6 separate regions of the Mus musculus genome follow, and regions 1, 2, 4, 5 and 6 are each linked to region 3. The links are chromatin contacts, called in public ChIA-PET, Hi-C, HiChIP or PLAC-seq and promoter capture Hi-C maps. All regions are on one chromosome and are shown on one strand. The core of a region is the stretch at or near the end of the contact, and the rest is flanking DNA. Distances in the headings are between cores, read along the strand shown. Region 1 has its middle 23 kb from the start of Adgre1. Region 2 holds the start of Sema6b (sema domain, transmembrane domain (TM), and cytoplasmic domain, (semaphorin) 6B). Region 3 holds the start of Dus3l (dihydrouridine synthase 3-like (S. cerevisiae)). Region 4 holds the start of Vav1 (vav 1 oncogene). Region 5 holds the start of Mydgf (myeloid derived growth factor). Region 6 holds the start of Tnfaip8l1 (tumor necrosis factor, alpha-induced protein 8-like 1).

Region 1 (4,236 bases), core at 1,297-3,796, 570 kb before region 3:
GCATCCACTGTCTGCTTTAATGTATTTTTCATTAGTTCTTTGAGAACTTCCTACATGTGCTCCCCCTCCCGCTCCCAACTCCTCTCGTCTGCCCACCATTATCAACTTGGTGCCCTCCCTTGTTGGTTGGTCTTCTAACCTCCTAAGTCAAATCTGTGCCACTCACATGTGTTTTCCTAAGACGGGGTCTTCCTCGCTACCCTAGAATCCGCAAGTCGAGACATGGATCCTCACGTTTGTGGAGCGAGCACTGGAGCAGCTGGGCCAGCCAGCACGCTTCAGGAAAAGCACAACCATCCACAGAGACGCTGGTTTCTAATTAGGACTTCAAACGGATCCAGGTTCTGTGTGTGTGCAGCCTATCCCTCAATCCCACCGGCCTCCTCTCCACCTCCCTTGCTGAGGAGACTCCAAAGTACACAGGCTGTGTGGTTTATTCCGTTCCTTTTTTTTTTTTTTTTTTTTTTTTCCTCGTCGGGTGATGCACACCTTAACAATTTGGTACGTAGATTACGAGTGAAATGGTGACCTCTCGAGGCAGTTAGCATCCCCCTCCCCTTCAACCATCGCCTTGTCCTTTCTCATGTGTTTGTTTGTTTGTTTGTTTGTTTGTTTGAATGTGTATCCTGCTGTGTGCATGTGGAGGTCAGACGTCAGCTTTCAAGAAATGGTCCTCACCTTCCACCACAAGAGTTCCAGAGGATGAACTTGGGTCATCAGAAACTGACAAGTGTATTCACTACTGAGCCCTGTCCACACACACCCATTTAGTGGGGGAGGGAGGAGGGGTTGGTTGGTTTTTGGTTTTGGTTTTGGGGTTTTGGGTTTTGGTTTGGATTTTGGTTTGGGGTTTGTTTGGGTTTTTTTGGTTGGTTGGTTGGTTGGTTGGTTGGTTGGTTTGGTTTGGTTTGGTTTTTTGTTTTGTTTTGTTTGTTTGTTTTGTTTTGTTTTGTTTTGTTTTTTGAGACAGTGTTTCTCTGTGTAGCCCTAGCTGTCCTGGAACTCACTCTGTAGACCAGGCTAGTTTCAAGGGCATGTGCCTGCCTCTGCCTCTCTCTCTTTCTCTCTCTCTCTCTCTCTCTCTCTCTCACTCTCTCTCTCTCTCTCTGCCTCTCTGCCTCTCTCTCTCTGTCTCTCTCTGTCTCTCTCTGTCTCTCTCTCTCTCTCTCTCTCTCTCTCTCTCTCTCTCTCTCTCCCTCTCCCTCTCCCTCTGCCTCTGCCTCTGCCTCTGCCTCTGCCTCTGCCTCTGCCTCTGCCTCTGCCTCTGCCTCTGCCTCTGCCTCTGCCTCTGCCTCTGCCTCTGCCTCTGCCTCTGCCTCCCAAGTGCTTGGATAAAAGACCTTTGTCACCACAGCCAGCCTAAGTTTTTATTAAAACAGATACTGCTCACTCTAGCTGAACCTCGTGGTGCAGGTTATGAAATCTCAGATACTGGGGAGGCTGAGGCAGGAGGATTATAAGCACAAATCCAGCCTTGATCTGCTACATAGAGAGACCCAGGCTGTGGGGGGAGGGGAGGCTCAGTCAGTAAGTGTTTGCTAAGCAAGCAAAGCTCCCTGAGTGAGCTCTGCACACCCTCACTTAAAGTCCAGGCATGGAAATGAAGTTCTATAATCTAGCCCTGGAGAGAGGGAGGTGTGGAGATCAATGTATCCCCAAGGTGGCCAGCCTACTTACTGAACTCCAGGGCTATAGAAGAACCTGTCTCAAAAAAATAAGGTGGAACCCTCTCCCCAAGAGGAGACAAGGAAGACTGTAAGAGCCAGAAGTCAGGCACGACTGAAGCAGGATCTCGGTACTAATAAACTACAGCACCTGTGGCTGCTGCTTATAATCAGACCAGTCAACCTTACAGCAGGAGTTGGAAGGGCTCATGAGCCCACCCTAACTGAGGAGCTGGACAGTTGATGGCTGCTGATGGAGGGAGAGGCAGTTTTCTTTAAACTATGCCCCTGACCCCGCAGGCTGACCATGCCCCAGTGGATAGCCACACACCAAGTACTACATGGACACCCCAAATTAAACTGGATGGGCTATTTAAAATTTAAAAAGAAGGCATGGTGTTGTAAGACGATTTGGATGACAGCGGATCTGGGAGGAGTTGGGGAATATACACAGTTGAACCCAGGGGCCATATCACTCGTGGACGCTAGGTGGCAGCACAGGGCTGCAAGTGAGCGCTGTGTGGTTAGACTGCAAAGTGTTCCTTGAAGTGAAAAATGGGGGCCTCGGCGCCACAGACAAGGAAACACAGCCTGCTGGAGTCTATGCCTGACTTCATAGGCTGGAATTCCACCAGTACAAGGGTCATTGTTTCGGATAAATGCATTTCTCTTTTAAAAAATAATAAAATTATCCAGAGTACCAATTCAACAAATGAAGCTCAGATCCACCTAGAAATCACTAGAGATAAAAATAAGTTGTAAACATTTTTTAAGAAAAATATGTAACAATAAATTATTGAAGGGTAGGGGCTGTGAGGTGGCTCAGCAAGTAAAGAAGTTTTGCACCTAATGACCTGAGTTTAATCTCTAGGGCCTACACGATAGAAAAAGGGAACTGACTCCTGCACAATGTCCTCTGGCCTCCTATTGCTCTCGGGATACTCACACACTCGTTCACACAAACACAAATCAAATAAATTTAATAAGAAACTAAGCCGGGCAGCGGTGGCGCACTCCTTTAATCCCAGCACTCGGGAGGCAGAGGCAGGTGGATTTCTGAGTTCGAGTTCGAGGCCAGCCTGATCTACAGAGTGAGTTCCAGGACAGCCAGGGCTACACAGAGAAACCCTGTCTCAAAAAAATAAATAAATAAATAAATAATAAAAATAAAAAACAGAAAAGAAAATAAACTAAAAATAAATTGAAGACACCATATCATCCAGTAGTGCCGCTGGCCATTCCTTCTAGAAGACTGGGTGGAGATGCCAGAAATACCAGGGTCCCTTCCTGGGGGCCTCTCTAGGCTCATATCCACAGACTTGTGAGTAAACACGTGTGCACACCCACAAATAAACTCAATCTCTTCCGTCTTTCCTCCCCTCTGCAAACGACCCGCCCAGCTGCAGACGTTGTGTCATTACCGCACATGTCCGCGAGGGGGCGATCGTGCCTTTAACGTCCAGCTGTCTGCCTCGGACCGGTCCTGCTTGGATGTCTGCCCCTGCGTTTGAAGCTTATGTCCGATTTCCCACATCTTCATCCATGTTTTTAAATCCCTAGAACAGTGTAGGGAGAGTATTTTGAGGACTGGCCTAGTTTCTGTTGCTATAATAAAATATCCTGACCAAAAAAAAAAAAAAAAAGGGAGCTTTGGAAGCTAGGGGTTGAGTTTACAGGTCTAGATTACAGCCCATCTTTGTGGGGCAGTTAGAACACACACCTCAAACAGCTGGCCGCGTGACAACCACAGTCAAGAATGAAGAAGTGAAGGCCAGCATGCTCATTTCTCCACAGTTCTGGATCCCTGCCTAGGGAATGGTGTGGCCCACTACAGGCTGGGTCTTCCCACATCAATCCCCCACAGACCCTACAAGTCAACCCACCGTAGGCAGTCACTACAGCAAAACGTAACTTGAGCTGACTAATACAAACTTCTGCCACCCTGAGCCTTAAAGATGGACTGAACACTCTGGGCATGGCTGGAATGGCTCCAAGAGCAGATTCGTGACCTCTAACTCCTCAGCATCGCATGATTCAGCCTTTCTTTTTCATGGGAGAACCATGGGAGCAGGCAGCATTCTGTTACCATGGTGCTTGTGATGGTTAACCTTGACTGTGGACTTGAACTTGAACTTGAATCAGCTGAGAGACGTGCTTCTGGGGAAATTCACGGGGGGACTTTGCCCCTTCCTGGAGAGCTCCTCCACTCTGTTACTGCCCCTGTGTTGTTCCTACAATCCTTATCTGACATGCATTGAAGACCTGGGACCCTCCAGAAATCCCCCCACCCCAGGCCTTCAGATCTGGACTTTGCAGCACCCACCTCATAGACTGGGCTGCTACCAGGTTCTCGGCCTTGGCAGCATACAGGCAGCCATTATAGACTGCCCAGGCTGTATCAGATAAGCCAGACGAACAAATCTTCCTTTGATACCTATTGATTCTATCAGTCCTGTTCCTCTAGTGAACTCTAATGCAGTTCTTGAAGCCCGCAAATCCAGTGACTCTCCCTACAGTGAAGGCAGACCCTTCAGACGTGATAAGCATTTCAGACCAGACTCCTGTGCCATAG
Region 2 (4,378 bases), core at 383-2,882, 620 kb after region 3:
GTCCAGAGTCTTTGAGGCCGACTGTCCCTCCTGCGGTCTCCCTAGACCCCCTCGCACCCCTGGGCCGCAAACCGGCCGTGCACAAGGTGTCGGTAGCCTCGGGCGTCCCCAAAATCCGTACTGGAATCTCTACCGCCTGGAGCAGGGCGAGAACGCAGCGCTGGCGGAAGCAAGGGAAACTGAGGCCCAGGGGGCGGGATCTTCCTGGAGCCTCACAGCTGAGGAAAGGGGTGCTGGGGCTAACTCTGGAGGACTCAGACAAGGTCCTGTCTTCTTGACTCTCCATGGCTATCAGGTCAGCTCCTAGACCGGCTGGAGCCGGCTGGGGGAGGGCGACTTGACCTCCAGGCCGGTCTGTGAAAGAGGCGTCATTCATGACCATGGGGCCTTTGTTCAGACAGGTCTCCCTGGGGACAGGCCATCCCTGCACCCCCACTCTGCCTTGCACTCCCTGCCAAATCCACCCGTGAGCCTTCAGGGGCCCGGTGTCCCCCCTCCCCCTCTGCCACCCCCAGCAGCCACTGAGCCCTCTGCACCTTGACTTTTGCAGCCACTGGTCACCTTGGCAGCCACCCTCCCATTCCCCCCGACGCCCCCCTGGGCCGAAAAACATTGTTAGAGCTGCGCTCAATAAATGTTTGCCGGACAAATTGGTTCATAGGCCAAGCAGAGTAGGCTGAGAACTGGCTTCATCTTCTGCCTCAGTTTCTCCACAGAAGCTGTGTCTGGCTGATATGCGGCAAAGCTGATGGGCCACAGTGAGGTCTCAGCCTGTCGCCACAGTGGTGACACCAAGGAGTCTGCTCCAGCCCCTCAGGGTGTGCACAGGTCAGAGTTAAAATCCTGACACCCACAGATTTGGCTGTCCCGGGCAGCTCACAGTCCCAACCTTTGGTTGAGTGTCCTCAGCTGGATGGGCTTCAGGGCGACCCTGTGAGCAGGATTCAACTCCACACACAATTACAAAAGCAGTTGTGTGGTGCTTACTGTATACTGGAGGTGCCATCAGTATACTTACTGTATTCTGAGGCAATGCCTAGCCCAATCGGAAAGAGGTTTTCATTCAGCGTCATGGCTGGGATGAGGAGGGGCTTTGGACAGAGGGAAACTGAGGCATGGAAAGAGATATCTTGCTGTCCCAATGTCCCTCAGAAAGTGAGTGTTGGCGGCGTGCTGGGGCAGGCCTTTAGCCTAGACTCCCCAGGAGAGTCTGTCTTAGTCAATCAATCATTATAAATAAAAAATGAGACCTTGGTGGTTTGACTCAATGATGTCATGAGCCACCAGGACCGTGGGACCACGTCCATGAGGTTCCTGTGTGTGGGTGACTGGTCAGATGAATTGGGAATTCACTAGAATATACCAGAAAACATCTATGGAGTGCCTACGGTATACTGGAGATGCCCAGAGTCAGAACAGCGCCCAGCTCAGTGCGGGAGTCGGTGGTCTTCAGAACCACCCCAGTAGAGAGAAGTGGGAGGCAGAGAAAGGGAAACTGAGGCCAAGGATGGTGGAGGCGCCCCCTCCCGTCCGTGCTCCGCTCCTTGGTGGTCTGCTCCGGGTTTTGCGAAGCTCCGAGCTCGGGCGCTGGGGGCGGAGGTGGCGGAGCTGCGAGTCGCAGCGGCGGCGGCAGAGATGCGGCCCCGGCCGGGACACCGCGCTGCGCCCCCGCGGGAGCCGCCCGCGCGTGGGAGCCCGGGCTGAGACGCTGCGGGGCCGGGGCCGGGGCCGAGCCGAGCAGGTGCTCGGCCTGCGCTGGAGGTGAGTGCAGGGACGGACGCGGGGACGCACCTTGGACAGATGCACGGGGGACAGATGCGGCGACGGACGCAGGGACGGACGCAGGGACAGACGCAGGGACAGATGCAGGGACAGATGCAGTGGGCATGCACGCACCAGGCGCGCACAGGGCGCGGGCGCCTCGTGCAGCGGCACTGGCTTGGGGGGCCCCCCGCGTGCGGTCGCAGCTCCAGCGCCCTGGGCGGGGCTAACGGGCTGCGCAGCGGGCGGGGATTGCAGCCAAGGCCCCGGCTCATCGCGCCGGGGCACTGACAGTGGCTTCGAATTATTGGGGTGACGGCCTACTGATGGGGGCGGGGGAGGGGGCGGGACACATAGCCGCGACCTTTCGTGGGTCCCCACGCGGCCCTGTGCACCAGCTGTCCCCAAGCTCTTGGGTACCGGCTGGTCTTCGCCGGCCGCGCAACTGACATGGGGGGGGGGCAGTCCGCGGCCAACGCCCCCGCTGCAGCACAGCCCTAAGCTGGGCTGCCAGCCCCCCCCCCCAAAGCCTGACAATGGGACAAAGGAGCGTCTCTGGCAGCCGCGCGGGGTGGGTGCCACCGTGGCCCCCCTGGCCGACCGCGGTGCTGATTGGTCCCTGGAGCGGGGGTCACGTGCCCCATTCTGCTCTCCACTGCCGACTTTGGGGCGCCTCCCCAGGGCTGCTGCCAGGCCGAACCCCCCACCTTGGCCTCAGATGGTGAATTCTAGGCCTACAACAGCCCTGAGGTCGGGAGGGACTCCTGGGTCCCAGGTCCTCTCTGCCTGGTCTCTGTCACTGAACCCCCAACCCCCGCCGCCTAAGGTCGGTGTCACTCTCATCTGAGGTTCCCAGGTCTCTGTCACCTGCCTGAGGTCTGTGTTGCTCCCCATCTGAGGTCTGTGTTGCTCTCCAGGTCTCCGGGACCCTGGCAGGTCTGTGTCACACTGCCTGACGTCTGTGTCACCCCCAACTTCTTATTTTTTACCTGCTCGATGCCCCAATCCCAAACTGAATGTGATGGAGTTGGGAACCCCAATATTGCAGGCCAACAAGCTTTGGGTGGAGGAGGGTGGCCCTGGGGACAGAATGGCTGGAGGGACTTGCCAGAGCGCCTCTGCCTGGTTACAACGTGCCTTTCTTTCTCTGTATCTTGGACTCGGGTTTTCTGGCTGATTTTCAGGGTGCACGATTGCCTGCGGGCTATTTACAGAGGTTAGAAGTGGGAGAGGTTTGAGGTTCAAGGCCTGGACCTAGACATGGCCTAATGTTGTCTGGCCTGGCCTTCTGGCTGGGTGGCCACTGCTCTCCACTTGGTAGACGGCAGTCTGGGGGTGTCTTGCATCTTGTATTTGTGTCCATCAGCAATGGTACGGTGGCTGGAGGAGGTGGGGAAACTGAGGCACTGAGCGCCAATTGGGGCTTTCCTGTATTGTGAGGCCCTGAGTTCCACAGCAAGAGAGGGAGCTCTGCTCTTTCCATGAACTGAAATGCGAGTCCCTGTGCCTTCTGAGGGTGGCTCTGGGTGTCTCAGGCACTGGCAGAAAGTGAATTGGAACTTTTAGCTCCTCTGTGTGTTCTGGGGCAGGTGGTCAGTCTCTGTGCAGCCTCCTCAGGACAGGGTCTGCCTGCTCCTCACTCCGATGCGTGTGTCCCAGGGCCTCCTGCTCCTCCATCCTCCGGGACTTTCAGACCTGTCCATCTGTCGGTCTGTCTGTCTGTCCATTGGCAGAGGGCAGGCAGGCGGCTGCCCTTGGAGGAGGTGACGTCAGCCTGCGGCCAGGTGAGTGGGACAGAAAGGTGACTGGCGTCTCCTGGGAAGACGAGTGTCCTGAGCTGACCCTGGGTGTGGCCCTGGAGGGGGCAGCTGGGAGCACGGACTCTGCCACTGAGCTGGGAAGTGGGAGTACTTCCCAGGGTGGTTGAACTTTCTGAAGTGGGAGGAGACGACGCTAAGGTTGGTGGAGCAGGAGTTTCATCTCTAGGGCCACACGGAGCCAGGGAGGGAGGTAGAGGAAGCGAAGAGATGGCGAGGCCTCCGGGCTCGCGGGCCTCGAGGATGGGCTGCTGGGAGCCGGGGCACTGGCGGGAGGCTGCGGCTTCCTGGGACCAGAGTGGGTAGGTGACTTTTAACTCAGATGAGAGGCCAGTCCGGCTGAAGACTACATTTCCCAGGATGCTCTTGGCTCAGCCCCAAGGAACTTCTTGACTGCTTTTAGAAGCCTTAAGGGGGATTATGGGTTTCTAGGACGGGGTGGGGGTGGGGTGGGGTCTTGGGTGATCAGGGAAGTCAGTCAGTCAACAAGCATTCTCGGTGGCTCCTGTGTGCCTGTGTGCCATGGTCTGTGTCTGGCTCAGACAGCAAGCCTAACTTGTCTATTTCTTCCACAAGGCAGATCCTAGTTCACTCTGCTGTTTACAGCTGGGGCTGGAGTGGAGGGAGCAACTGAAGCTAGGGAACGTTTGATTCTCCGCTGTGGCTCGGGGAAGGTGGCATGGAGAAGAGGCACTGCAGCTAGAGCTGTGACGGATGTGTAGAAGTTGGGTGGGAGGTGGTCATATATTTTCTGATACACAAGAGGCAGCAAAGAGCCCTTGCCAGGATGTGGCTCTTCG
Region 3 (4,065 bases), core at 432-2,931:
CACAACCATCTGTAACGGGTGCGATGCTCTCTTCTGGTGTGTCTGAGGACAGCTACAGTGGACTCATATACATAAAATAAATAAATCTTTAAAAAAAAAAAAAGGGAGGCTGGTGAGATGGCTCAGTGGGTAAGAGCACCCGACTGCTCTTTCAAAGGTCAGGAGTTCAAATCCCAGCAACCACATGGTGGCTCACAACCATCTGTAACGAGATCTGACTCCCTCTTCTGGAGTGTCTGAGGACAGCTACAGTGTACTTACATATAATAAATAAATAAATAAATAAATAAATAAATAAATAAATAAATCTTTTTAAAAAAAAAAGGTAAATTGAAATAGCTGAGCACATCTTTAATCCCAGAACTTGGGAGTGCTCTCTGAGTTCAGGACCAGCCTAGTTTACAGAGTGAGTTCCAGGTCAGCCAGGGCTACACAGAGAAACCCTGTCTCAAAAAAACCAAAAATAAATAAATTCAAGTGTGATGTGTAGATAGGCTGAGGGTCAATGACTTTGAAGGCAGCACCAGGGGCCAAGGCAAGGCACTACTAGGTCGAGTCCCTGTAGGTCAAGGGTCATATATATTTGTCACAGCACAGCATCTTCAGACTTTAAGCCAAGCCTGTAGAGCCACCCCTCACCTGGAGGAAGGACGGGCAGAGCCTGTCCTTGTCGTAGTGTGCTGGCTTCACATGGGGCCGGCTTTTGTTTTGGCCACGGGCCCTCTTGGGCACCTGCCTTTCACGGGATTCAATTGCCACCTCTGTCTTCCCATTTTCCTGCCCATCTTCCAGGCGAATTCTTTTGGCCCCTGGCTCAGCTGGGTCTCCTGTGGGCACTTCCTGGCATGCACCCTCCTGCTTGTCTCCATCCAGATATTCGTGGAACCGTTCTTTGGTTGTGCGGTACCTGCCAGAGCGGGAGAGGCTCGATGTGCACAGGGAAAGGGGCTTGGGGGCTAATGCCAAGCTCACGTGCTCCTGCTTGCAGGAAGCTTTCCCTACTTAGAACCAGCCAGTTTTCACCCAGTGCCACGGGGACACCTGTTTTACACTTGAAGGAGCCATTTGTGTCTCTGCTCTGAGAACTGAATTGCCTTAAGGGTTGCGACACACAAATATCAATATCCTTGGTAGGCTACGAAGGAACTACAAACCCCAGCATGCTTGGCAGCGAGACTCAAGCTACCACCCTTCCCAGGTCTTTCGCTGCGAGCCATTTTTTTTTCCCTCGTGGAGACTACAAGCCCCACCATGCACCTCGGGCCCTGCTTCTGGTTCCCCAAAGCTGCCTATGTGCACAGCCGGCCTCATGGCTTGTGACAACCAACACATGTTACACTCGTGTGTCAGCAGAAGGTAGGTAAAGACTTTGGCGCCTCCGGGATGCCGCTCTCCAGGATGCCGCCACACCTCCCAGCATGCACCACTCGCACCCGCCACGGACGCCGGGAAGGCCACATCAGCTTCGCTGACGGGCGCCAGCGACTCACTGAGCTTTAATGGGCGCCACCCCCCGTTCGCACGCGCCAACCCCGGAGTCACCGCCACCACCGCTCTCCGCTGCCGTCTCCGCCATCGATGCCCCTCACACCAGCTCTGGAGTGTGGCAGGAAAGTCTTCCGGGTCGCTCGTGTCCTCTGGAGCCTACAGAAAGAAATGCGCACGCTCAGACTACAGCAATGCTGCTAAGGCGCGCGTGCGCACGACCGTGGGGGCGGGGGGGGGGGGGGCCAAGGCTGCGCAGGAAACGGAAGTGCTCAAGGGTCCCGGAGGGGTTCTTGTCGGTCATCCGTGGGTCACTCTTGATCCGTGGAAGTGAATCTGGGGGTGTGGGTGTGGGTGCAGCTCACACTCACCTACTCTGCTTCTGTCCCTTTTACAAACGAGTCTGTTATTTTATAATAAAAAACCGCAGCCCGAGCGGTGTTGCGCACGCCTTTAATCCCAGCACTGGGGAGATCGAGTCAGGTGAATCATGAGTTCGAGGCCAGCCTGGTCTATAGAGTGAGGTCCAGAACAGCCTGAGCTACTCAGAGAAACCGTGTCTCAGAAGACAAACAAAAAATACCAACAGCTTTGAAGGATCAAATGACTTCACGGGGACACGCTGTCCTTTGACAGTGCCCTTCGTGAGCCACTGTGGCCCATAAACGCGTGGCAATTTGAATTATTTTTATTGTACTGCCTTTTCTTTTCTTTTTTCTTTTTTTTTTTTTTTTTGAGACAGCGTCTCACTATGTAGCCCAGGCAAGCCTCAAACTCAGAAATCCTCCTGCCTCTGCCTCCCAAGTGCTGGGATTAAAGGTGTGTGCCAGCGTTACTTTGAAAGTGACATTTACTCATCTATTGTGTGTGTGTGGGTCTCCTGTGTGTCACCCTTATGTGGAGGTCATATGACAATGGGGGGCGGGGGTCCCTGCATCCCCATGTCGGTCCCGGGATTGAACTCAGCCCCTTGAGCCTGACATCAGGCACTTCTCCGATCCTGCAATTACTATTTTAATAAAAATGTGCTTAAACATGTAAGAACAGCACTTGGGTGGATCGGGAGGTAGTGTTTTGTTTTTGTTTTGGTTTTTTTTTTTTTGGGGGGGGGGGAGGGGGTCGAGACAGGGTTTCTCTGTATAGCCCTGGCAGTCCTGGTGTTTGAGGCCAGCCTGAGCTACATGTCTCAACCAAAGCCAAGTCAAACCAATCAGTATTTAAATTTATTTAATTCATGGAGATGGGGGTCTCACCCTGTAGCCCAGGCTGTCCCGCAACGCACGAACTAGACTCTGCTGGTTGTATAACATAAGGGGAAACAGGCCCAGAGAGGTAAAGCGATTAATTAGCCTTAGACCACAATAGCACCCTGTTTGCGCCATTGCTCTCTACCGTCCCTACTGGGCAAGATGGGAATAACAATGCATTTTAAGGCTGAGGCTCCTTTGTAGCGTCTACAATTGGGTTGTGATAAGGACACGCTCTTGGAAGAAACAGGGCTGCAAAGGGCAACGACAGAAACAAGATCCCTTCCTCAAAGCAACTCCGTCCTCTTCTGTGCAAGGCAACCCAGGCTGGCTTCCCGCAGGAGGCGTGACAGCCTGGCAGTTGATAACTGTGAAACCGTACAGACCGTTAACCATGAGGTGCAGCATTCATGGTGATGTGAATACAATGGTGCTGGATCCTTACGGGGAGCTCAGCAGCTAGTGAGGGTTTACTGTCCGCCAGGCCCGGTTCCAACCCTGAGCACAGACTAGCATCTGGGCCTCCATTTCTCCTCCTACCCCACCCCTAGTCCTTCCGCGTCCAAGGATGACCTACTCCGTACCCTTTTGAGAACCAGCCTTCCGTCCTAGTCTCCTCCAGGTACACCATTCCACCTAACACGGAAAATAGAGCCCCCCCCCTTTCCTCCTCGGCCAGTTTCCACACCCGAGTCCCCTGGCAACGTGCCTCCGGGAGAGTCTGTGGCTCCCTGAACTGAGGGATCCAGATAGCCCCCTGGAACTACAGCTCCAGCCTGATCTCAGCTGACACCAGGAAGTGAGGGAGGCAGGTGGCTGTGGCCCTGCTAGCACTGGAGACCTGGGCACCAAGTGGGGGCAGGGAAGACCGAAGGGCCCCACTGCTGCCTCCTCCCCTATTCCTCTCTGTGTGTCTCTTCTATTCTTCCTCAACGGTTTTATTTTATTTTTATTTTTTTAAGATAAGGTCTCAGGTAGCACAGACTAGTCTCCAACTCACTATTGCCAGAAATGACCTTGAATCCCTGATTCTCCTTCCTCCACCTCTCAAAGTGTGTCTGCCACCATACTTGACATTCTCTTTCCTGTCTCTCATTTTTGTCCTTTTGTGACAAAGACTCGCTTTCCATTCCAAGGCAACCCCAAACTCACGGCAATGCCCCTGCCTCATCTTCCCAAATGGCCTGGCTTTACAGGCTAGGCTCCCTCCTTTTCTGTCTCCAGTTCTGTGTTCACCTGGGTACCCCCACCCCCACCTCTGGGCCGCCCCTCCCCCCCCTCCTTAGGTCTAGCAGGTGCAGTCCTGGGCTGGGTGCCCACGCCTGGCCTCCCG
Region 4 (3,911 bases), core at 699-3,198, 510 kb before region 3:
CTGGCCCAGCCTGAGGCTTCATACAGCTGGACATAGAGAGCCAGAGCAATGAGAAAACTCCTATTGATTCTTCAGAACCCAGCTTAAATACCCCTTCGTACATAAGACCTAATTCTCTCAAGCAGTGAATGTCCTTACATCCCTAGAGAACAAGAGCCTGTGATGCATCTTCTTCTGTCTCACTGAGTTTAAGAACTCTTTGGGGGCCAGAGCCAAGTTCCCAACATTGCTTGACACACACTAAGGCTGCTGTTGGGACACAGCTAGTCCTCTGGGGATTAACACCATGAACACCTGTCCTTCAGAAAAGTCAACCTTAGTTACAATACACAGGGGGGTGGAAGGCCATCCTTGACTCTAACCGTTTTCCCAACAGCTGTGATTGCCACATCATTGGGCACCCTGAGTCCCGCCAGAGCTGGGGCCCAAGAGTCCCATAGCTACTTCCTCAAGCCCTGAAAGCTACTGAAGTTCAAGCAAATGTAGGCAAATCTCTGCTGACCCCTAGCCAGCCAGAGGGACGGTCCATGGGGGACAGTGGGTGCTCTGTTCCCTACTTCCTTCAGAGGACTCACAACAGCTTCAGAGACTGCTGGCTCACTGACAACCCCAGAAATACCCTGGAGACTGCAGCAGGCCATTCTTAAAGTAACTCCCGTCTTCAACTCCATGGGACCCCTCGCATGAAGGGAAGAAACTAGGCTCTGACCCCGTTGCTCATCATTTCTAGGGACAGCCTCCTGGGACTTGGAAAAACAGGCTGTACAGGACTGGCAGACTGAGAGCAAGAGGACAGACAGACAGACAGATGCCCCCTACACCAAGGATGTGTCCTTCAGACCCCATGGCAAGGCCATGTTCCCTTAGATACAACTCATGTCCCTCACACCCCACGGTAAGGCTGTGGATCCCTTTGACTTGAACCTATACCTTTCATTTCTAGGGCTATCAGCCCTCCCCCCGAAACCCAGCATCCCTGGGGAAGCAGAGAAAAGAGTACAAAGCCACCAGTCACCTTTCACCACCACCCCAGCCACATTCAAATAAGGATTTGAATACATTTTCTAGGCTCACCGGGGCATAGTCTGACCATGCCTCCACTTGAAACACGGAGAGTGCACAGATGTCAAACTCAGGGACACCCAGGGCCTTGTTAGGACCCTAGGCCTGGGCCCTGCACTTCAATGGGCCCTTCCCGAAATAGGTAGAGTTGGGATGCCACAGGGTCTCGCATTGCAGCCCCCAACACTCCACGCCACACAGCACAAAGCCCTGGCAGGAAATGGAGGTGAAGGAAGATGTGAGGAGGAGGGGGGCAGAAGAGGTGGAAGAGGAGGAGCCACCGGTGGGGGAGAAACTGAAGGCCTCTCTCTCTTGAATCTGGTTCTCCAACCTCATGCACCCTCTTGGCTAACTACGAGGCAACAAGATACCTCTTAGGACCCCTTTAAATGGATCTCAACAGAGTCAGCTGGGGGCGGGGCGGGATAGGGAGATTTCCCCCTAAATTTGCTGGGACAGCTGCAAGCCAACCAAGAGTGTACAAACCCACCCAGAGCTCCGTTCTGCTCGACACCTCTCCATAGCCAGAGCCGGGCCTACCAGCCTTTATCCAGTCGGGCCCTAGCATCACCCAGCAGACTCACCTGGGACATCTGGGGCCGCAAGTTAACCTCGCGAAGATTAATGGCCTGGGGAAGCAGGTTGTTAAGCAATTGGCACAAGAGGACACCGTCCCGCAGTGCCTGTGCCAGCTCACACACCTGGGCCCCCTCCCAGGTCACACGGTGGCTGGGAGGCAGCACCCGACACTGGATCAGCCAGTGGGTGCACTGTCGCCAGAGCTCCATGGTGGCTGCCGGCCTCTCACTTGGCCCCTCGGGGAGGCCCCGTGCACCCTCGTTCCTTCACCACCGCCGCCGCCTGCCCCAGTGGGGACAACTACAACACCACTTCCTCTTCTGTGACTGTAACTGTCGCCCCGGGGTGGGGGTGGGGAGGAGCTGTGGGGCGGAGGGGGAGCAGCATCTGCAGTTACGCCCTCACAGCTTCCACTCACTGGTGTGACCTCGTCTTTCTCCACCTACACTGAGCAGACCTGGGCACCTGCTGAACTAAGGTGCCACTATCTCATCCAGCCGTAGGCACCTAGGCTGTCACCTCCTGTCTCCTCCTGGTCCCCAGTCTACGGCCCTGATCTCTCACAGCCTTTTGCCCCTGCAGCAGCCAAAAGGGACCACTGAACACTGAGTCAAGTCTCAACCATTCTTCCACCACCCATAACCCTCCTGGTTCAACCTTGCTTTGGGGCCAAAACTCATGTCTTTCCTGCACCCCACAAGGCCCTGTTCACCCTGCCCCAACCCCTGCCAGCCTCTTCTCCTCTCTCTGTTCTTCACTCCCTGACCTCCATCCTGCCCCAGGGCCTTTGCACTTGTGCCCACCACCTGACAGAAGACACTAATTCACTCCATCACTTCTTACATGTTACTTTTTGATTACTGAGTGCTCAGCCATAGATGGGACATCTATACCACCACCAGCCCGAGGCTCAAGGGAGAAGGAACAGAAAGTCGGTAAGAGTCGGGGGCGGGGGATGTGAAATGCTATCTCCAGGGCATACCCATGGCCACTACGCTCATGAACTCCGTGCAGTTATGGTGGCAGCACAAGACAAAGCCAGGAGGGAGCCAACATGCCCACAGGCAGCAGTAATGGATGCAAAGGGTTACAAAAGAGCAAGAAAGTGGGGATAAGGTAAAGAGAGTCCACTCTCATTCGGAGTCAGAGGGGAGTTGAGGGTGGGTAGGACGAAGATAGGTTGTTAACATGTAGGAAACTGCCAACAAATAGAACTATAATAAACATTAGAAAATATATTCTACTTTGAAAGCCATTTCACTTTTATTACATATATATATGTGTGTGTGTGTATATATATACATATGTATGTGTGTATGTGTGAAGGTACATGTGGGGCACAGTACATGTGTGGAGGTCAAAGGTTAACATGGGGGAGTAGGTCCTCTTTTTTTTTTTTTTAAAGATTTATTTATTTATTTATTTATTATATGTAAGTACATTGTAGCTGTCTTCAGACACTTCAGAAGAGGGGGTCAGATCTTGTTACGGATGGTTGTGAGCCACCATGTGGTTGCTGGGATTTGAACTCTGGACCTTCGGAAGAGCAGTCAGGTGCTCTAACCCACTGAGCCATCTCACCAGCCCAAGGGAGTAGGTCCTCTTTCCACCATGCAAGCCCCAACGATTGAGCTCAGATCATTAGGCTTGGTAGCAATCACCTTTGCCCACAGAGCCCTCTCACCCTCACCACCCACTTTTCCTTTTTTCTTTAAAACTTGTATGTGTGTGTGTGAGAAAGAGAGAGAGAGAGAGAGAGAGAGAGAGAGAGAGAGAGAGAGAGAGAGAACACTATGGCGTGTGTGTTGAGGTGGCAGGACAGCCTCAGTGTAGACCCTCTCTTCCACATACTTAACATAGAGTCTCTCTTACTCCTGGGCTAACTGCTCCTGGCTAGCTGAACTTCCAGAATTGTCTCTGCCCCCATCTCGTCTTAGGAGCACTGAGATTAAAGAGCACAGACTACCTCCTCCTGCTTTAATTGTGCCCTAGGGATTTGAACTCTTGTCCTCTCATTTGAGTAGCAAGCATTTGACTGAACCATCTCCCCAGCCCCCAAATGTCATTTTTTTTCCCTTAAGTCTTCCTAAATTTTAAGCCACAGCCCTCCTCCACCCTTAATTATCATACTATAAGCCCACCTTCCCTGCTGTGAGTTCTCGTCCGAGTCAAGGTCACCAGTGCCCTTCCCTGTCATTTATTAGTTGATTTGTCTAACAAATATGTACTGCTTTCCTGACCATAGCTTCTCAGGAACTAAAATTACCTTG
Region 5 (4,341 bases), core at 1,704-4,203, 580 kb after region 3:
CCTGACCTCAGGGTTATATATAGCCCTTCCCCACTCCCTCCTACGAGAGTTCTGGCATAAAGAAGTAAAAAAGAAAAAGAAAAAAACAAACAAAAAAACCAAACCACCTCTACATATTATGGAAAGAAAATATTTTTGTCAATTCTTATTCTTTTATAATTATGTGGTATGTAGACTCATTAAACAATTCCAAATGAAAGTGGTGCCGCAGTGAGGCTCCTTCTCAAGTGGTGTTGGCTGGAGGACAGAGGGACTGCAGGGGGCTCTGTGGGCCCTTGGGGTGTCAGGTGGGGACTGGGGACAGGTGATGGGAGGATGGGGTGGGTACAGTGCTCAGGTGGGCTGCAGCCCAGCACTTGGGAGGCAGAACCAGGTATCTCTCTGTGAGTTCGAGACCAGCTTTGTCTACAGAGAATTTCATGACAGCCAGGGCCACACAGAGAACACTGCCTTAAAAATCAATAATATTATAGAAAACAATTATTAAAGATTAAAAACTTCCTTGTAAGAAATCTCACGTGGGTAAGCCGCTCTTTCCTGCCGGGTTCTGTCCCAGCCCTGAGAAGCACACAGATGGCCTCTGTGGTTAGTGAAATAGCCCATTCCTTCTTATTCCAAAGGCGTGTAGGAAACAGAAGTGGGGCTCATGAGGTGGCTCAGCAAGTTAAAACGCTTGCTGCCAAGCCTGACAACCCATCTGGGCTAGAGAAAACTGGCCCTACAAGCTGCCCTCTGACCTCCACACGGAGGAAATACTAGAAAAGATCAACTGACAGTGAAAGAAGAGGATGGGAAGTGACCAAGAGAGCAAGCGGGCGGTGTGAGTGCTTGGATGGAAGCCCAGGGACAACATAGCTCTGAAGTGGGACAGTGTCCCTGCGGAAGGGCATTCTGGGACACTCGGGCCCAGGAACCACATAGCTCTGAGAGGAAGCCTCCTCAGCAGAGGTAATGGGGCTCTTCGGGGAAGAAGGTATTCCCCCGCTGAGCTGTGGCACTCAGGGGCCTCGCCCCATCTCTGCTTTTTCATTGCCTCTTTTCTTCTTGGCTTCTGAGGAGAGAGTCACACCAGGCAGAAAATATCATGAAAGAAATTTATTGAGGAGTTCAGGGACAGCTGCCCTTTGTCTCCCAGGAGCAGACAGCTGGGAATTGGGCCGAGGGGGCAGTGCTTGGATTTCTGAGAGGGGCAGAGATGTCCAGGTTGAGGATTGGTGGAATTTCCAGTGCTGAGCTCAGGGGAGGCTCAGTGATTGGTGGGCTTTTTTTTTTTTTTTTTTTTTTAATGGGAATCTCAAGGGACTAGTGGGTTTTCCTGCTCAGCGATTGGTGGCTTTTTTTTTTCCCACCCCCTTTCCCTGCATCAGGCCCATGGCTAAGGGTGGAAAGTCCTTTCTGGCTGCAGCCAGCTTTTGCTGAAGCGACATCTCTGTGGGACTGCTGGGGGTGGGGTAGGCTGGGGAGGAGATGAGCCACTGTGGACAGCTCCTGTGAGGGCTGCAGGCTGAGATGTCACTGGTGCTGCCACTTTTGACAGCACTTGTGGGACACTTTACTGCAGCAGCCCATAGGCTGGGGTGGAAAGGAGGACCCCGCCACTACTCTGATGGCTTTTGTGGTGCACCGCTCAGGGACTACAGGAGGACTGGGATGGGGCAGGCTAAGGTGGCATCAGCAGCCATTTGAGAGGAAATGAGGTACTTGTAACTAGATAGAGGATCACTTAGCCGTAGAGTCTAATTTTAAGATACTTATTTTCTGTTGTGCAAGGCTGCTTGCCCCAATTCACATGTAGTGAGAACAGCTTTTAGGAGTCAGTTCTACCACCATCTAGTGACCAGGGCTGAAGTCATGGCTGCAAGCCCTTTACTCACTATTCCATCTCGCTGGCCAGTGGAAAGATGGGAAAATTATTCAGCAGCAGAGGGCTGGCCAGGCATGCTCTAGGTCCGGTAACAGCATAGCAACACCTGTGACCTATAGGAAGCTGCAAAACCGGAAGAATTCACTTTTAAAGTATTGCTATTATTATATTATTTTCATGTCTGTCTGTGTACCACATGCATACCTGGTACCTGCAGAGGCCAGAAGAAGACATCGGATCTCTTGGAAATGGAGTTAAAGTTGTAAAGCACCATGTGGGTGCTGGGCTTCAAATCTTGGTCCTCTATAGAACAGCCAGTGCTCTTAATTGCTGAGCCATCACCGCAGCCCTCACAATAAAATATTTTTGAAAAATATGCCGGGAAGTGGTGTCGCACACCTTTAATCCCAGCACTTGGGAGGCAGAGGGAGGTGGATTTCTGAGTTTGAGGCCAACCTAGTCTACAGAGTGAGTTCCAGGACAGCCAGGGCTACAGAGACCCCCCACCAAAAAAAACACAAAAAACAAACCTTAATACACACACACACACACACACACACACACACACACACACACACACACACACACATATATGTAAAATATGTTACAAAACAAAAAACAATCAACAGGTGGTGGTGGAGGCCTACGCCTTAATCTCAGCACTCAGGTGGCAGAGTCAGGCAGATCTCTGAGTTCCCGGCTAGCCTGGAGAGATTTCCAGGACCTTGTCTCGTCAAAACCAAAAAAATAGGACAAATAAAAGTGAAATAAACCATATTTATTAACAAATGGATAATCTAACAAAATTAAACACTGTCAACCCCCATGTTGTCCTGAAGTGAGTCCGGGAGCCCATTTAAGTGAGATATAAAAATATCCGGGGGGGAGGCAAAAGTTACCTGCAAACTCCAACCCAAACAAGCGCCAAGACGAAGTCGCCCTCCAGGCATCCGCGAGCGTCAATCAGAGGCGCTGTAGTGCATCACGTGCCAAGTCGAGTCCCGCCCCACCATGGCAGCCAAATCGGGCGGGGCGACGTTGTCACCGTTCGGCGCTGACGTGTCCCGCGCGTGTCACTCCACGTTCGCGAGCGCCTGCGCATTGCCCCGGAAGCAAGATGGCAGCCCCCAGCGGAGGCTTCTGGACTGCGGTGGTCCTGGCGGCCGCAGCGCTGAAATTGGCCGCCGCTGTGTCCGAGCCCACCACCGTGCCATTTGACGTGAGGCCCGGAGGGGTCGTGCATTCGTTCTCCCAGGACGTAGGACCCGGGGTACGTGCTAAGCCTCCTGCCCGGGAATCGATGCCTATGGACTTCCGATCAGGTGGTCCTGGAGACCGGGTGGAGTGGCAGAGGCAGGGTTACCTGAAGAAGGGACCTGGCTGCCTCGTCTGTCTTCTGTCAGTCACTCCCTACCTGCAAGGCGACTTCCCCTTGCCCATCTCATTGTAGAAAAGGGAATACTGGTTGATAAGAGCAGCGGATCTAGGGGACTGGCTATACAGGTCGCACGTGGGTTACTCACTGAACCCGGACTAGAGCGGGAGCACCCCCCAAGCCTTACACGAGTCCATCACCTCTCCTTTCAGCGAGCCAGCAGTCAGCCTAGCCTCTGCCCGCCCCAGCTTGGCTTCTGGGACAGCGGTGTCCCTAGTGACCATTTCTTGAGACCATTACTATAGTCCTGTGCTTTCTGGCAGGTTTGTGTTGTGGGCAGGAAGCAGTACAAGCTTGTATCTAACAGGAGCCCCGAGTACTGACCTCATAGGTGATGTTCTAGGGATGATTGCTGAAGGCCATTTGACCTTCCTAGGAAATCACAGTGATTTGAGCAAAGTTCTGAGCTCCTGAGAGGAGAGAGATCTGGTGGCCTCTGGAGGGTGTACTGAGGGATGGAACCTAGAGTCTCACATCGGCAGAGCCAGGGTTCTGCCCCGCCCTAGGCAGGGGCTCCACCCCTGAGCCACATCCCTAGCTCCTCATTAGGGGATTCTAGGTGGGACTCCACCCCTGAGTCACCCTCCCAACCCCTCACTGCTGGATTCTGGACAGGCTCAACCCTTGACCTTCTGGGCAGGGGCTGATGTATATCTCAGTCCTTTTTGATCTGTTTTACATCGGGACAGCACCTTGCTAAGTCACCCAGGCTAGCTTATGTCCCAGTTCCCAGTTCTGCGTCAGCCTCCTGGATACCAGAGATGATGTGCATACAGGACCATGCCCAGTATGCTAGGGTCTTGGTTCTGAGTATTGAGATCTTTGCTCTTCAGCCTCCTTTTATTTCTCCTTCTACAGAACAAGTTTACATGTACATTCACCTACGCTTCCCAAGGAGGGACCAACGAGGTAAGTTCCTCAGGGTGTCACACGACTGGTGTCAAGGGAAAGTGGCCAGACTCCCGAGGCTCTAAAGTCCCAGTCCCTTGAGCCTGAAGGACTTCTAGTTGCCTTGGCTTCCGCCTAATGGAATCAGCAGCCC
Region 6 (4,007 bases), core at 1,225-3,724, 600 kb after region 3:
GGCTCAGTCCTGCCCCAGGACCTTTACACATGCTGAGCCCGGCACTTACAATAGTCTTCCTCAGGTTGCTATGTGGCTGTTTTACCCTGGAACTCTCAGATCTCTCCACGAACACTCAGTTCCCCGGTTCCTTCCTCTTCTTACAGTTACTATTATAGTTCAGGACAGAGTCCAGCATTACCAACTGTGAGGCAGGAGGATGGTGGGCACTGGGCCAGCTTCAGTCACTGCTGTGTGCTGGCGACATTAGCTACCACACTTCAGTTATCTCAGTGTTCAGGGACAGTTTATCAAATGACTAAGTAACTTCTCATGGTTATGACAAAAGGAGAAACTGAGTCAGGGGCCTGGGAGCTGACAGATATGCACAGAATAACACCAGGCTAGAACTGGGACTTGAATCCAGCCCTTACCTGGAAGCTCATTGCATTACAACCTTTCCCTGGGGTCCACCCTAAAATTTGGGAGCCTAATGATCTAGTCTGGGAATCTTCCAGAGCTATGCACACGGTCAACCCTACCACGGTTCTTTCTTTGGTCAGGACTACAGAAGACCCCACCTGCACAGCACCCTCTGGAGTGGTTACCTCCGCTGGTTTCCACATGGGGAAACACAGGGTTGGGGCTCAGAAAAACCATGCAGGGGAGACACTGGGGTTCTTGGAGGAGTGAGCTCACTGGGCCCCCGGATCAAGTCTCACTCTCTTTAAGCCTCCACTAAGCCCTGGATGGCACCTGAGTCAGTGGGTGGCACGCCTTCCTGTGGCCATGATTATTTGGCCTGTATGCTGAGTCCCCTCATACGGAATCAGATTTTTGTGAGGTGAGTCCTAGCTTGCCTAGGGCTGAGAGAGTAAACTGAGGGACAAGTCTCTATGTCTCTTCATACCCTCAGGATCCACCACTCACCCATTACGGAACTAGCAGCCCTGGCCCAAGTCTGGCTCACCATGTGTGGGAAGGCCCAGGGCAGGTGTTCTGTGATGACTCTCTTTGTTCTGTTACATTGTACAGTCCCCATGGCCCCGCCCTCATCCCTCCCAGTCACCCACATCCTAGGTGCGGCCCAGATCATGAACTTATTATGTTTTAAAGTTGTCGCTGCCTGTGTTGATCTGCCAGGGTTGTAGAGGGCTCAGCACGCACAAAGGTCTCAAGTGCAAGGACATTCCATGTGGAGAAGAGGCGGCCACTTTGAGGTCCCAGGACAGAAAAACAGGAAGTTTGGCACTCAAAGCCTACATTCCTGTTCTCTCTCTCTCTCTCTCTCTCTCTCTCTCTCTCTCTCTCTCTCTCTCTCTCTCTTTCTCTGTTGGCTGTTGTTTGTTACAGGATCTCTATACATAGTTATGGCTAGCCTGGAACTCACTTTGTAGACCTGGCCTCAAACTTACAGGCATCCACCTGCCTCTATTCTAAGCACTGGGTAAATGGGTAAATGTCCTGGTATATGTTGTGTTTGGGCCGGAACCCAAGGCCTCTTGCTTACTAGGTGAGCACTCTACGCACTGGGCTACACCCTAGGGTCCCTTTTGTTTTAGAGACAGCCTCGGTGTGTAGCCCACCCTGGCTCAGCCTCTCTTTTGTCTGTTTAAGCACCCCCAAGAAGCCTCAGGGAGTCACGAAACAACTGTCCCAAGTCAGACAGGGAAACTGAGGCTTATAATTAAGTTACTTGTTCAAGTGAGTCAGGTTTGTCTGAGCTGTGTCCTAACCCCAAGGCAAGGTGTTCAGAGGCGTCACAGCCTGGAGCTCGGGAAGTGACCCAGAGGCCTGTTTCCAGTTTAGTGTTCCACCCTGTCCCTCTCCAGCCCCGCTGCTCACAAAGGTGACAAACCAGAATATGGTTCTGGAGACAGTGTCTCCATCTCTCTGGCCATCCGCAGCCCATATTCTGGACCCCAGTTTATCCTCCAAACCAACACTGAAAGAGCCAGGAGGCTGCAGACCTGGATCAGGTCACCTGCCAATTATGTGACAGCCACTGTCCCAGTTCCCAGATGGTAAAACTGAGTTCAAGCCCTCGGGCAATGGGAAGCTTGAAGTGCCAGTCCCAGTCAGGGTAACCCTGCACCAGCCAGAGCCACAGTGGGGTCCAGCTGGCTACCTCAGAGAATACCTAGACCATTCTGGAGTCAGGCTGCACACTTGTACAGAGCCAAGTCCATCAAGTGTCCTCTTGAGGACATGTGTTAGGACTATTACAGTAGCCCACAGCAACCTGCTCACAACACCCATGCTCCCACAGTCAGTAATAGGTATACAGAGGAAACTGAGGCGGGATATACAGAGGACGGTGTGGGGATAGGAGGGGACGGAAAGAACCCAGGATAGCCAATGCAGGACCCCATCGCTCACCTGCTCCTCGGGATGTGTCAAGCCTTCAGTTTTCTGTAGGTGCCTCTGTGGGGCCAGAGGCATTGGCCGCTGGATCTGAGCCCGGCCGCTGGCTAGGAGGCCACGCCCCCGAGAAAGGGCTCGCCCCCTCTAAACGCTCACTGGCTCAGCAAATGGTAGCGCACAGGCAGTGTACGAAGGAGCCAATGGCAGCAAGCCTCTGCCAGGAGGTGGGAGGCATGACGCGGGCGTGGGCGAGGGCGTGGTCTGCGGCCGGGAGATTCCTCCGGAATAGCGCCGGCGCTGGGTGCCCAGCGCAAGGGATGCCGTGGCGGGAAAGTGTTGGAAGGAAGAGGAAGGAGACTGAGACAGAGAAAAATGGGGTATACGTGCACCGCGCGACAGAGATCTGAGAGGCCAAAGCGAAGAGAGGCGCCTCCGCGAGACACCTGCATCCCTCTGAGCGGGTCTCAGTTTACCCACTAGGTAGTTAGAGTGTCACCTGGGACTCCCATGACAAATGCACCCCAACATTTGCCTTGCAACAATTTTGGGGTTCCTGAGTACTGCGGAGACTCTCTTTCAGTTGGTGTCTCTGGAGTAAGGGGGGAGGCACTGTGATGACCTCCCTGACAGAGGCCAGACAGGGCCAGCTACCTCCCAGGGGGCAGCTGTGAGACCTGGAAAATCAGTCTGGGAGTGATTCCCACACTCCCACCACCCCCAACCCATCCCCAACACCCCCACCTTACTCCAAACTCCACCCCAACTCAACCACGGGTCTGCACTTCCTGTGCCTGGATGGCCCTGTCACAGCAAGGACACTTGGAAAAGCCTCATCTGCCATCTTCCCTCTTCAGAAAGCCCCCTCAGGTGTTTGCTGACTGCATTCTAACCTTCCTTGCATGAGCCTTAACACACAAAACTAAATCCAGGCTTTTGAGAGATAGAAATTGAGACCCAGAGAAACCTTAAGTGACTTGCCTAGAGCAGCACAGACCCAAGTGGCTTTCCTGATTTCAGATTGTCTGTGCTCTGGGCCAGGAACTTACAAGTTCAGTAGCCATCCCAGCTCTGCCGGGTGCTGAACATGGCCTCTATCTGCTCTGTACCAGGAGCTCACCCTTGTGACAGCCACACAGGACCCTAGACAGAGCTCAGTATCAAAGACAGAGACCACAGCTCTAGGTTTTTCATACCCCAGTATGAGCCAGGGCAATTAGTGTGTTTTTGAGGTGTGTGGGGGGAAGCAGGTGTCACTGAAGCAGGTTTGGGGGCTTCTGATTTTTGAGCACTTAGAGTCTGAGGAACCCACAGATATCATAGGTGTGATAAAGTGGGGATCAAACCCAGCTGTGTGGGTTCAGGGCTAGAGCCTACCCCTCCCACTTGCCTAGAGTCCCGTGGTGAGAGGCTGGGTCGTGGACAGGGTGGAGCCTCTGCCTAGAATTCCCCAGTGAAGCCTTGAGTGGGCTCTTGTGAGGATGTGGACTGTCTTCCCTGGCTCTGCCAGTGTCTCCCTCACCAGGTCCTCACAGAGTCTAGCAGAGGTGCTCTGGTGCGCTTGATCCTCTAGATCAAGTGGGCAAGGGGGCATGGGCGGAGGTAGAATTATTTCCTAGCATGCAGGAAGCCCTAAGCCCCTACCCAGCTTAGAAGCAGTAGTAAAT

What was found. Promoter capture Hi-C pulls out the DNA fragments that hold promoters and counts their contacts. A called contact is a pair of places that touch in the nucleus more often than the background predicts. ChIA-PET counts read pairs in DNA pulled down with a chosen protein or histone mark. HiChIP or PLAC-seq counts read pairs in DNA pulled down with a chosen protein or histone mark.
Region 1: a promoter capture Hi-C map of pre-B cells shows a contact between it and region 3, with 5 times the contacts expected there. The contact joins the enhancer-like site here to the promoter of Dus3l in region 3. A contact is called at or near these places in 5 of 39 promoter capture datasets (3T3-L1-derived adipocytes, the C10 cell line, the HPC-7 cell line and 2 more), 1 of 484 Hi-C or Micro-C datasets (embryonic stem cells) and 1 of 115 datasets of contacts at active chromatin or transcription factors (bone marrow-derived macrophages).
Region 2: a contact with region 3 is called in an H3K4me3 HiChIP or PLAC-seq map of bone marrow-derived macrophages, with 6 times the contacts expected there. The contact joins the promoter of Sema6b here to the promoter of Dus3l in region 3. A contact is called at or near these places in 5 of 39 promoter capture datasets (the C10 cell line, cranial neural crest, embryonic stem cells and 2 more), 1 of 484 Hi-C or Micro-C datasets (embryonic stem cells) and 3 of 115 datasets of contacts at active chromatin or transcription factors (bone marrow-derived macrophages, large pre-B cells and pancreatic cancer cells).
Region 4: a contact with region 3 is called in an RNA polymerase II ChIA-PET map of memory CD8 T cells, with 32 read pairs. The contact joins the promoter of Vav1 here to the promoter of Dus3l in region 3. A contact is called at or near these places in 15 of 39 promoter capture datasets (the 3T3-L1 cell line, 3T3-L1-derived adipocytes, the C10 cell line and 9 more), 3 of 115 datasets of contacts at active chromatin or transcription factors (the 230-238 cell line, astrocytes and memory CD8 T cells) and 1 of 9 other capture datasets (liver).
Region 5: a Hi-C map of B cells shows a contact between it and region 3, with 17 read pairs. The contact joins the promoter of Mydgf here to the promoter of Dus3l in region 3. A contact is called at or near these places in 1 of 39 promoter capture datasets (embryonic stem cells), 4 of 484 Hi-C or Micro-C datasets (B cells, the HL-1 cell line, regulatory T cells and 1 more), 3 of 115 datasets of contacts at active chromatin or transcription factors (cardiomyocytes, memory CD8 T cells and pancreatic cancer cells) and 1 of 9 other capture datasets (liver).
Region 6: an H3K27ac HiChIP or PLAC-seq map of thymic regulatory T cells shows a contact between it and region 3, with 5 times the contacts expected there. The contact joins the promoter of Tnfaip8l1 here to the promoter of Dus3l in region 3. A contact is called at or near these places in 2 of 39 promoter capture datasets (cranial neural crest and pre-B cells), 1 of 484 Hi-C or Micro-C datasets (CD4 T cells), 2 of 115 datasets of contacts at active chromatin or transcription factors (pancreatic cancer cells and thymic regulatory T cells) and 1 of 9 other capture datasets (adipose tissue).

The regions. Positions count from the first base shown.
Region 1 is chr17:57,333,796-57,338,031 of GRCm38.p6, reverse strand. No RefSeq gene overlaps it. Among named protein-coding and RNA genes, the nearest start is that of Adgre1, 23 kb to the left of the region's middle. Within about 2 kb of position 2,546, at least 49 of the 459 cell types and tissues checked have an H3K27ac peak or open chromatin away from gene starts, as enhancers often do. A contact at or near this core is called in the HPC-7 cell line, bone marrow-derived macrophages and pre-B cells, where this site is marked.
Region 2 is chr17:56,137,597-56,141,974 of GRCm38.p6, reverse strand. Sema6b (sema domain, transmembrane domain (TM), and cytoplasmic domain, (semaphorin) 6B) reads left to right here and starts at 1,632. Exons shown (of 17, transcript NM_001130456.1): 1 at 1,632-1,761.
Region 3 is chr17:56,762,367-56,766,431 of GRCm38.p6, reverse strand. It overlaps Dus3l (dihydrouridine synthase 3-like (S. cerevisiae)), which reads right to left and starts at 1,681. Exons shown (of 13, transcript NM_144858.2): 1 at 1,491-1,681; 2 at 640-907. The coding sequence starts at 1,576.
Region 4 is chr17:57,277,137-57,281,047 of GRCm38.p6, reverse strand. It overlaps Vav1 (vav 1 oncogene), which reads right to left and starts at 1,948. Exons shown (of 27, transcript NM_011691.4): 1 at 1,647-1,948. The coding sequence starts at 1,850.
Region 5 is chr17:56,182,532-56,186,872 of GRCm38.p6, reverse strand. Mydgf (myeloid derived growth factor) reads left to right here and starts at 2,953. Exons shown (of 6, transcript NM_080837.2): 1 at 2,953-3,134; 2 at 4,158-4,208. The coding sequence starts at 2,982. It overlaps Dpp9 (dipeptidylpeptidase 9), which reads left to right. Exons shown (of 21, transcript NM_172624.3): 21 at 1-191. It also overlaps a transcript of Tnfaip8l1 not described here.
Region 6 is chr17:56,160,958-56,164,964 of GRCm38.p6, reverse strand. It overlaps Tnfaip8l1 (tumor necrosis factor, alpha-induced protein 8-like 1), which reads right to left and starts at 2,474. Exons shown (of 2, transcript NM_025566.3): 1 at 2,359-2,474.